Linked DNA regions of Hordeum vulgare: all the other regions are linked to region 2. The links are chromatin contacts, called in public Hi-C maps. All regions are on one chromosome and are shown on one strand. The core of a region is the stretch at or near the end of the contact, and the rest is flanking DNA. Distances in the headings are between cores, read along the strand shown.

Evidence for each region. Hi-C and Micro-C count contacts between places; a contact is called where the count stands out from the background.
Region 1: a Hi-C map of leaf shows a contact between it and region 2, with 2.7 times the contacts expected there. The contact joins two enhancer-like sites. A contact is called at or near these places in 2 of 6 Hi-C or Micro-C datasets (leaf and seedling).
Region 3: a contact with region 2 is called in a Hi-C map of leaf, with 8 times the contacts expected there. The contact joins two enhancer-like sites. A contact is called at or near these places in 2 of 6 Hi-C or Micro-C datasets (leaf and seedling).

What each region holds. Positions count from the first base shown.
Region 1 is chr3H:97,808,960-97,812,461 of MorexV3_pseudomolecules_assembly, reverse strand. No RefSeq gene overlaps it. Among protein-coding and RNA genes, the nearest start is that of LOC123439610, 8.3 kb to the right of the region's middle. Within about 2 kb of position 1,286, at least 3 of the 3 cell types and tissues checked have open chromatin away from gene starts, as enhancers often do. A contact at or near this core is called in leaf, where this site is marked.
Region 2 is chr3H:96,824,200-96,827,509 of MorexV3_pseudomolecules_assembly, reverse strand. No RefSeq gene overlaps it. Among protein-coding and RNA genes, the nearest start is that of LOC123439608, 360 kb to the right of the region's middle. Within about 2 kb of position 1,424, at least 1 of the 3 cell types and tissues checked has open chromatin away from gene starts, as enhancers often do. A contact at or near this core is called in leaf, where this site is marked.
Region 3 is chr3H:97,599,758-97,603,091 of MorexV3_pseudomolecules_assembly, reverse strand. No RefSeq gene overlaps it. Among protein-coding and RNA genes, the nearest start is that of LOC123439609, 130 kb to the right of the region's middle. Within about 2 kb of position 1,386, at least 2 of the 3 cell types and tissues checked have open chromatin away from gene starts, as enhancers often do. A contact at or near this core is called in leaf, where this site is marked.

The sequences.
Region 1 (3,502 bases), core at 37-2,536, 990 kb before region 2:
ATAGGCAGATGTTTTCAAAGGTGAAAACGCTAGAGGTGGTATGGAGGAAAATTGTTAAAAAAATATTCACAATTAAAATGTTGTTTGCAAATAACAAAAATGTTCTTGATTTTCAAAAATATCAAAAGATTGAAAAATTGTTCATGAATTTGAAAAATATTCTTGATTTAAGAATGATAGTGTAACTCGGTGATGTAGCAAAATGTGATCATGATCATTGAATATTATGTTTTCTTTTTCCGTTGCAACGCATGGACCCTTTTGCTGGTCTTTATAAACAATGTCTAGAAATCAATGGTGTCGGACGTAGGTTGAGCTGAACCATGCATGGTCCAACAAAACATTTTCGTCGTGGCCTCTCGTCTCCAAGCCCGTCGCTCTCCTGCTCTTCGTTTTCATATACGCTAGAAAGGGGCGTCGCAACGAGACGATCGATCGACTTTTACTGCTGCTGCTGCTGCTGCTGCTGCCGCCCCTCCTGTCGTTATGGAGTAATGCGTCCAGTCCTTATGTTGTGATGAAGCCGAGCACACACTTAAGGGCTCCATCATTGTCGGTATGGGCGCGCGGCGCCACTGGCCGGTGCGCGTGCTCGCCTCGCCTGTGCTGAAAGGGAAGCACGACGTACTGAATTCACGACACCGTAGCGTAGCATAGCGGGTGTGCTCTTACTACTTGAGTGACTGAAAACGGGAGGAGGATCGGTTCCGTGTCTCACCGTGCGATAGGACGACGGATGATCAGTTCTTGCGTTGGTCGATCAGCTTCCAATCGAATAGTCAAACGGAAGCTTAATTATCCAGTAGTATATTTTTTAGCTCGATCTGTTTGGGCACGAGGTACTGCCCGTACCGGACCGACGACAAAGTTAGTGATGCATCAAAACAGACAGACAGGTATAGTGTCACCAGCCGGCGGTTAATGACAAATCAAATCAAAATGCAATCAGATCATAGGGGCATAGCAGTGGCGGTAGTACAAGCAGAAGCAGGACTGTAGGAAGCAGTGCGAGCGTCGCGTCGCCCACGCATTAACATTATGATATGAGCACCTACGTACGTACACAACCACGCGAGCGACGCGACGCGACGTCCATGGCCATGGCACTGGCACTGGCACGCGACGATGCCGCGTCGCCACCCAACACGGACCTCATCCTCCCCGGTCCCCAAACCCTCGCCGTCGCTTTCGCCTCTCCCGCCGCTGCATCCTGCATACTACAGATGTAAAATGTTGCGCCAGTGCGGGTGCAGTGCCGTCTCCAGCCTCCACCAAATCCACACCGTATGCACGTCCGGGGTCCAGCATCCAAAAGACACAAGCCCAAGAACGATATACGAGTCGCAAATATGTACACTAGTACCGTCTAGCGGTGGCGCGGAGGCAGCAGTATCTATCTCCGGCGCCGCGGCGCGGCCGAAGATGAGCCGTGACCACAGCGGGGGACGACGACGACATGGGGGCCTACGGGAGCGTGGCCTCGGCAATCACGAGCTCGATCAGTGGTGGTGTTCATTCAATCCAAGAGAGACAGCGCAGCCGCGCGCGGTGCAGGCCAGCACCTCCTCTTGTCTCTTTGTTTCCCCGTAGTCACTGTGCTGTGTGGAGTGTGACGCCGGTGTGTAGCTCGGAAACTGCAGATCACACTGCACCCCTGATTATATTATTACAAGCTCAACGGTCGCGGGTACATGCATGTACTGTGCGTGAAGCAACACGAGAAATACTGGCCTGGCCGCCGGGTGGGTCGGTCGGCACAGAAACAGAACCACGTACAGATGATATGAACCTGGCACTTGGTCCGACCAAACGATAAACTATAAAAACTACATGTTCGTATAGCTTAGCCGAACCTTTCATGAGCAGTGGCAGCTCATCCTTAGTCGTTTCAGATCCTCCTGGCCTGGGTCCTGGGCCACTATACGGGAACAGGACATGGCACGCAGGGTGCAGACGGTGCAGGCACAGCTTGCTAATTTCAGCCCTAGGTTTTTCTTCTTCGGAAACGGAACAAAGATTAATTAAGTACAAAATTAAACAAATGAAAACTGACGCAAGCCATCCACATGCAAATTACTCATAGAGCATGAAACCCTATAAACACATGATTAGTCCAACAATTATACTCAAAGCATAACGATCACCAACCCTACACCGCTACATTACAAAGACACTCCCAATAAGAGTAACTCAAGCGAAGACCACATGCACCATCAAATTCATGAAGACAAGTCGGTCAAGGACAATCAAAGAGACTGAAGATCATACATCAAGCAGCTGTAAACGCCTTCTTTCTTTTGTTTCTGAGAGCCTTCTTCACAATCACCTTGTCAGATCCATGACTAGCCGTCTTCACACGTTTGAGCAGTCTATGAAACTCTATCTCAAAGAAAATCTTATCGACCTTGTCACACACAGAAACCTACCCCACAATCACCCGTGAGTGGATGATCGCAATGTCTAAACATCCATGGTTCACAGAGGCGAGTGGCTGACTGGGCTTCAAAGATTCACACGCCAACATACCGACCACCTCAACATCCTTAGCCACATGTATCACCGATACGATGGACATAGACGCCTCCAGTTGCTCACATGAGAGAAGCGAATCTTGTACCTCATACGAGGTCACCGGTGAGTCGACCTCCATATGCTCCATTCGTGGAGTACATGTCCAAGGAGATGTGGCTTTTTTTCAAAGGTCTATGGAGTACATGATGTCGAAGGCATTGTTGCCGGTCGTAATAAGATTGCTGGTTATCCTGGTTCTGTTGGTGCGTTTTCTTCGACTGCAAGCCGCCGGTTTGTTTTTGTCGCCGTTCGTTTAGCGTTGCAACGATACCGCGAAGTTTTGAACTCTGAACAGGCTTGCAGATTTAAGCAAAAACGGGAACGAGTGAATGCGCAAGGTCCATCTCAACACCGCAATTAATAAGCAGAGATCGCTGCCGGCGACATCAATTCGCGCATCTGCCGAGCTGGTTGGATGGACCAATCTGCGGATCTGGCGACACCGCCCCCGCTAGCTACCAGTCGAGCGCGTACGGTTCACACCCATCGTCTGGATTTTTCTTTTTCTTTTTTGAGGGAAACATCGTCTGATCTATTCTGTGCACTCCATCTCCAATCTGAGCAAAGCAACGCCTTGAATATCCACTGTGGAGCAGTGGTACAATGCAGCTACAAAATTAGGCCAGCATGGGGTTCAGAATTCAGAAAGCCGTTCGTCGGGCAATCAGCAGTTTGGCTTCAGAAGTAGCACTCATGGTACTGTGGTAGACATAGACCAAGATAGTGTTGAGCAACCCCTTCATTTAAGGCTTTGCAACAAGGAAAAAAAAGGAAAAAGTAGCACGTACACACGATGTGGGGTGATCATGCTGTAAAGGAAGGATATGTGTGTGTGGTAGACATAGACCAAGACCTACAACAAAAATGGAGCATCCAACATTGCCGACAAAAAGTGCATCTCTGCCTAGAAAATGATTTTTCATATGCACGA
Region 2 (3,310 bases), core at 175-2,674:
TCCCTCAATCTCGGTCAACATGCTTATGGATCCAGACCTTTTTGCCGCTTCGGTGGTTGGGGATGGGAAGGGGAATTATGTCCCCTAGCTCTGTCTAGTAGATAGGTTAGCGTTTTACTCGTTGGAGGGGCGACACATAGGTGCACGAGGATGCTTCATCCTCAAGTAAGTCTTAAGTCGGTCTTTTGGGTTGATCATCCTCAAGTTTATCCGCCAGGACAGATTCGACGAAACTCCGGGCAACATAGATTCATGCAAGCTCTTTGGGGCATTGAGGTTATGGTTTCTCTTTATGTGTGCACGACAGCGAGGTTTGGTGCCAGTTACTTCAGATCGATAGAAGGGTTCAACGACGATGATGTATACAAGGCGATGGTTCTAGGCTCACGTGCATGAAGACTTTTCGACCGCCATCGACAAAGTGAAGTCGGCTCCGGTATAAGAGTGACGACACTAACACACCAGCGGTTCGTTTTGGTACTCCTAGCGTTGTTCGGTGTCATTAGACCTTGATGCATTTTTTTATTACATTTGGATGCTCTATTTTTTATTACATTTGGGATGCTTTGTATTTTCAGTTAACCATTTATAATGAATTTGAATCCTTTTATGAAATAACTAATAATAAGTGGAATGAGTTGTCTTCTTAGTAAGTATTGGTGGTCTCCTAGTTATATATTGTCCCTTTGGTTTATTCTTGTCGTCCAGTGCAAAGGGTGGTGCGATTACATCCTAGAAGGGGCTAGACATCAAGGAATCTCCTATTTGGCGCTTATGGTTTGACATGCTTCCTTATCTGAAGAAACAACCAACCCTGCCCCTCCCCATCCTACATTCTATAGTGAGCCGACCCATCTAGTTTCCACTCGGTTTCAGTTTTGAAAAGTTTTCAACTTGCTTTATCTTGTTTTTCTTTTTTGTGTTTTTACGAGTTTTACTTTGTTTTTGGTTGAGCTTTTTTATTACTTTTTGTGATTTTATAATGTTTTATTTAAATGCATAAACATTTCTTAAATTCACGAACATTTTTTAATTCATAAATTTTTAAAAAGTGAGAAGAAATATTAAATTCGTGCACATATTTTCAAAAAAAGTATTAGTGAGCGTTTTGAAAAGATCATGAATATTACAAAAGTGTGAACACTTATTAAATACATGAACTTTTTAACTTTCATGAACATTTTTTTCAAACATGCAAGCAGCTTCCAAAATCCATGAACCTTTTTTTGGATTTCACCAACATTTTCAATATTAATGGAGAAAAGGTAGCTGGTAATTTTTCTGACCCAATAAGAGTGAGTGACAAGGAGAGCGTAGAAAAAGAGACTAGAGAGTTGAAGCTTCGTGGGCCATGACCCATAGATGTTAGACTTTGGAGTTAAAGCCACCGATTACGAACCGACTCATGGTACCATAATTGCTATATATCGCTTACAGTGGGCAGATCCTATTTGGCGCGTAGGTTGCGCGAGCGACCTAGCGGGCACCCCTCCAGCCTCGAACAAGTGTTTAACTACCCATCTAGGGTTTATTGCCCGTCGGTTTTAGGAAGGTATACTCGAACGTTCCCTAGATCATTTTATTGTTTTACCTTTGTTATTTCTTCCAGTCTTATTTCTTTTATATTTACTTTTGATTTTCCTTTTACTTTTTTCCTTTTTCTGCTTTTATTTTCTTTGTCTTTTTTTGTGCGAATGTCTTTCACACTTGTGAACATTTTACTAAGAAAATAACATTTTGTAAATAACTGAACAGTTTTTTGAAACTTCGCAAACATTCTTTTTAAATCATTATCATTTTAGGAATTCCTGTTTGTTTTATAAAAAATGGGTGAATATTTCGAAATTGTGAACACTGTTTGAAACTTGTGAACATTTTATTAAATCAATGATTGTTTTTTTAAATTTGGGTACATTTCTTAAAATTCACGAATAAAATTTCATTTTGACGATGTTTTTAAATGCATCAGCCTTTTTATAATCGGCAAACACTTTTTGAATTGTAAGTTTTCTGTTTTCCGTATGCATTTTTGGAAATTTATTAACATAATTTGAATCCATTGAATTAGTTCAAATGCTTGAAAAAAATACGAGAAACTTATTTGAAATCATAAATATTTTAATATGCAGACAGTTTTGCAAAATCACAAACATTGTTTTTATTGGACGGTCATTTTTGATTTGTCAAAACTATTAGTCAAAATCGTAAACATTTATTTCTGAATGCTCGATCCTTTTAAGATTACTTGAGCAAAAAAAATTAGGAATTTGAGAAATTTGGAAATTTTGGAAATCCCTAATTATTTTAATGAAGGAAAACAGAAAAGAAAAATACGAAAAAACGAAATGTTCGCGTATAGGCCGCTAACATGGGAGTGTGAGGTTGGCGCACTCAGTTTTCTCGAAGTCTTGCGGTATTCCAAGCTGGCCTAGTTAGTCCGGGCCTTGAAAAAGCTTCTAATAGATTCGGGGAGGTTTGTGACCGGCGTCATACCTTTTTTACTCGGCTGGTTTCCTTTCATTCGGCTTTTATTTTCTGTTTCTATTTTTTCATTATATTATTTCTTTTTATCGTTTTTTACTTGCTTCGGTTTTTTATCTCTTTTTGTAAATTTGTGAATATTAAAAATTCAAGAACATTTCATAAATTTGTAAATATTTTTATATCCATGAACACTTTAAAAATCCTGATAATCTTAGAAACAGAACATTATTCAAATCCTTCAGATTTGTGAACATTTAAATTTATGAATTACTTTGTAGTTCATGAACTCTTTTTTGAGTTCAATAATATTTCTCAAATTGCCGATTTGTTTCCAAAATTAAGAAGTTTGTTCGAAATTCCTGAACATTTTGTAGATTCATGATTTTTTTTGGTTTTATGGTATTTTTTTGAATTTGCCGACACTTTTCAAATTCACATAATATTTAATCTTTGTAATGATGAACATTTTGTAGACTCGCGAACATTTTCTCACATTCGCGGACATTACTTAAATTCTTGAATATATTTTAAATTTGTGAAAAATCAAGTTCTCGAGCATTTTTGAGACTTGCGAACGTTTTTCCAAAGTTATGTTTTTTAATCCTGAATATTTTTTGAGTTCACGAATGCTTATCTAATTTGTGAACATTATAGTTTAATTCATGAAACGTTTTGCAATTTGTAAACATTTTACAAATTCATGAACATTTTCTAAATTCATGGAAATAAATTAATTGTCAGACCTTTTTGAGTTTGTGATTTTTTTCGAATTCATGGATATTTTTCTAGTTCGTGAACATCATTTTCAGGTCATGCAGGTTATCAA
Region 3 (3,334 bases), core at 137-2,636, 780 kb before region 2:
TACGGCTACCGGAGCTGGCCATCAAGGACGGTGGAATGGAGCGGCTACGCGGTGAAATGGAGGCGCGCGGCGATGGATTGGAGGCGTCGGCGGTGAGGTGGGGGGACTTTCCGCGGCGGCGAAGGGATAGGGTTTCGGCCCGCATCCAGCGGTCGAACCCGCAGTTATACAGGTCGAGCGGTCGCGTTTACCGGTCACCGCAAAAGTTTTACGGGCCAGGCCGCGTTTGCAGTGTCTGCTCTGGCAGGAAAAACAGCCCAAACCCGTATAGTCGCCGGATTTTTTACGGGCCGGCCGTTTTACCGGGTCTGCTAGAGTTGCTCTAAGTAGACAAAGCTGAATGGGTTTATGTATGACAAGTAAGTCAGGCCGGATACATGTGGATGACGCAGGCACAGTAAACGTCCGTTTTGTATCCGTCGGCAACCCGAATGTGACTTAAGTTTGCGTTAGAAATTGGTCCGCATAGACAAAAAGCGGACGAAAAATGTAATTGGATCGTCCCGTTAGACCATCATTTTTGTTCGCGCCCATCTATACGAATGAAGGTGGATGAAATGGATCCTTCCGTTGGGTTGCTCTAATTTCTTTATACAATCCAATGGATTGTCGATATAATGATTGTTGAGTTTGAATAAAATTACACGTGATTCTTAGAAAAAGGAAAGCCAACGCACTCGCTTGAGCCTCCCTCGCGTGCCTAAACGTGAGCGAGCTCGCTACTAATAAGGAAAAAATGCGGGCAACTCCGCGCGACACGCAAAACTAACTCAAAATATATATTTTTTTGCGATGAACTGAAAATAATTATTTTAACAAACTAGAAAAATGTATTATTCCAACAACAAAATCTTTGTAAACTACATCAATTTAGTATATTTAGAAAATATTTACATATAAATATTAATAGATTTTGGAAATTTTCCGGAAATTTGCTCTCGAACTTATATTTTTTTAAATAAATTACAGAAAATCTTCATTCAACTCCCAAGAAACTTATGATTTTCTAAATAATTAACTTTATACGTGTATGAAAATTCAAAGCATACATAAAATTTGTAGAACATGTAGGAACTTAAAAATGTGCATAAAATTTCAAAGTAAAAATTAATGAAGAAAAGTGAAAAGGAAAAAATTGGAAAATAAAAAATATATTTTTGACTAAAATCATAATTACATAAATGAAAAGAGCGCAAATTAGTACCGAAAGTGTTACGAAACAGACATATGCACGCAGCCCAATCAGCAGTCGCATCATGCGAGGAACACACGTCGAGTAGGGCCAACAACCGCTTATCCCTTTTCTATCTCCAGCCGAAGCACATCCTCCACTCATTCTTTATCCAAATCGCTCTCTCGTCTCTCACTCTCTCGTTTCACATCTCAAGAAGCGCACGACCGTCACATTTGCTGTGTAAGCTATGATGGCTCCGCGGTGGTATGAGGCGGTGCTCTAAGGTTGCCGAGTTGCTGCGACCAGGGGCGGAGACAGGGAGGGGCGAGTAGGGGCTTGACCCCTCCCAATCGCTTGATCCCCTCAAGGATTTGTAGCAATTACTGTATGCGTGCTAATTGGCTGGAGCTAATTGCATTATTACACCCATAAATTACTATTTCAACTGACTACACTAAACTAAAGGAAGTCAAAGCTCAATAGTTCATGTATGCACGTACGTTGGTCTGGCTAACTTGAGTCTTTTTTCCACTGCTGCTGCCGTCGGATCGCCGCTCGCGCATGTGTGTTTACCATCGTTGCTGCCCACTGGCAGTCCCTCAATACGACGACATCATCAGTTGATTTGCATTCGGCTCTCCGGTGTCAAACACAGGTTACATACATATCAGAAGACGACTAAACTCTGAAAGATAAGATATAGGAAAAAGGTACCACTACATGCATGTCGCCCTTAGGATTTTTGTTATGAATAATACAATCTTAATTTGGTCAATTGGAATTATGTATAAAACAGTGCAGTATATATTAATGAAGTTTCAATATGACGAGCAACCTATTGCAAATAACAATACTGATGAGTAGAAGTCGCGACTTCTACTAATGCCACAACAGTGCAGTATATAATAATGAAATTTTAGATATAAATATATAAAACAGTGCAGTATATATTGTTTCACGACTTCTACTAATGCCACGATGTTGTGGCATTAGTAGAAGTCGCGAAACAATGTAGAATTGAAGCATAACGTACGAAAGGGGTCCCGTAAAAGCCAACAAATTTGAGAACTCCCTCCTGACAAGAAAGAAAAAGCACAACAATTTTATATTCTAGAGGATGTTTATCAACCACACATGAGAATATTCATACATGATAATTTTATATTTTCAAGAACAGTTGTGCAAACATCTGCAATGATGGTTGCAGAAGCCAGACTAAAGCTTAATCTTACAATTGATTTTATCAAGTAAGCAAGATTTTTTTATTTTGAGAACGACAACATTATATAAGACAATGACAACATTATATAATACACAACAGTAATGTAACAATTATTTCTTTTCTTGGTGAATTCAAGAGGTGGTTAACATTTTAAGCTTGTGCCTATAGAGGTACCATTGAATGTCCACAATCTACAAATCAAGGTAATTTTCTTGAACCGCTGAAGTTCTTGGCTTATTAATTTTCTTGAATTGTTGAAGTTGTTGCCTAATTATAGCAAATATATGATGTTATCTTGGAAAATGCACAAGAATGCAAACCATACCTACCATATATATCATGGAACAAGAAATTTTGAAGTTACTTTTTTGAAGAGTTCATACACAACTTAAAGAACAATAATGCTACTAATAAGTTATGTATAATGGTATACGAAGCACAGAATGAATTTTAAAAAAATAGCTTTGGTTTTTCACCCCCCTCGTGTCCAAATCCTGGCTCCGCCCCTCGCTGCGACGGCTCTGTCGTGATGTGAGCCGGTGCTGCGAGGTCACTGAAGTTGTTGTGACGGCTTTGTCGTGCTGCGAGTCGGTGATGTGACGTCGTCAGAGTTGCCGCGACAGCTCCGTTGTGCTGCGAGCCGGTGCTGCGAGGTCGTCAAAGTTGCTGCGACGGCTCCGTCATGCTGCGAACCGGTGTTGCGAGGTTGTCGGAGTTGTTGCGACGGCTCCGTCATGCTGCGAGGTCACCAAAGTTGCTGCGACGGCTTCGTCGTGCTGCGAGGTCACCGGAGTTGCTGCGACAGCTTCGTCATGTTGTGAGTTTGCCGGAGTTGTTGTGAGCTAGTGTTGCCGGTGTTCTGCGATACAACCGGAGCTTGCTACGCATGCGAGGTTACGTGTGCGGCGTTCTGGATGAAAAGAAAGAAGAAAAAAGAA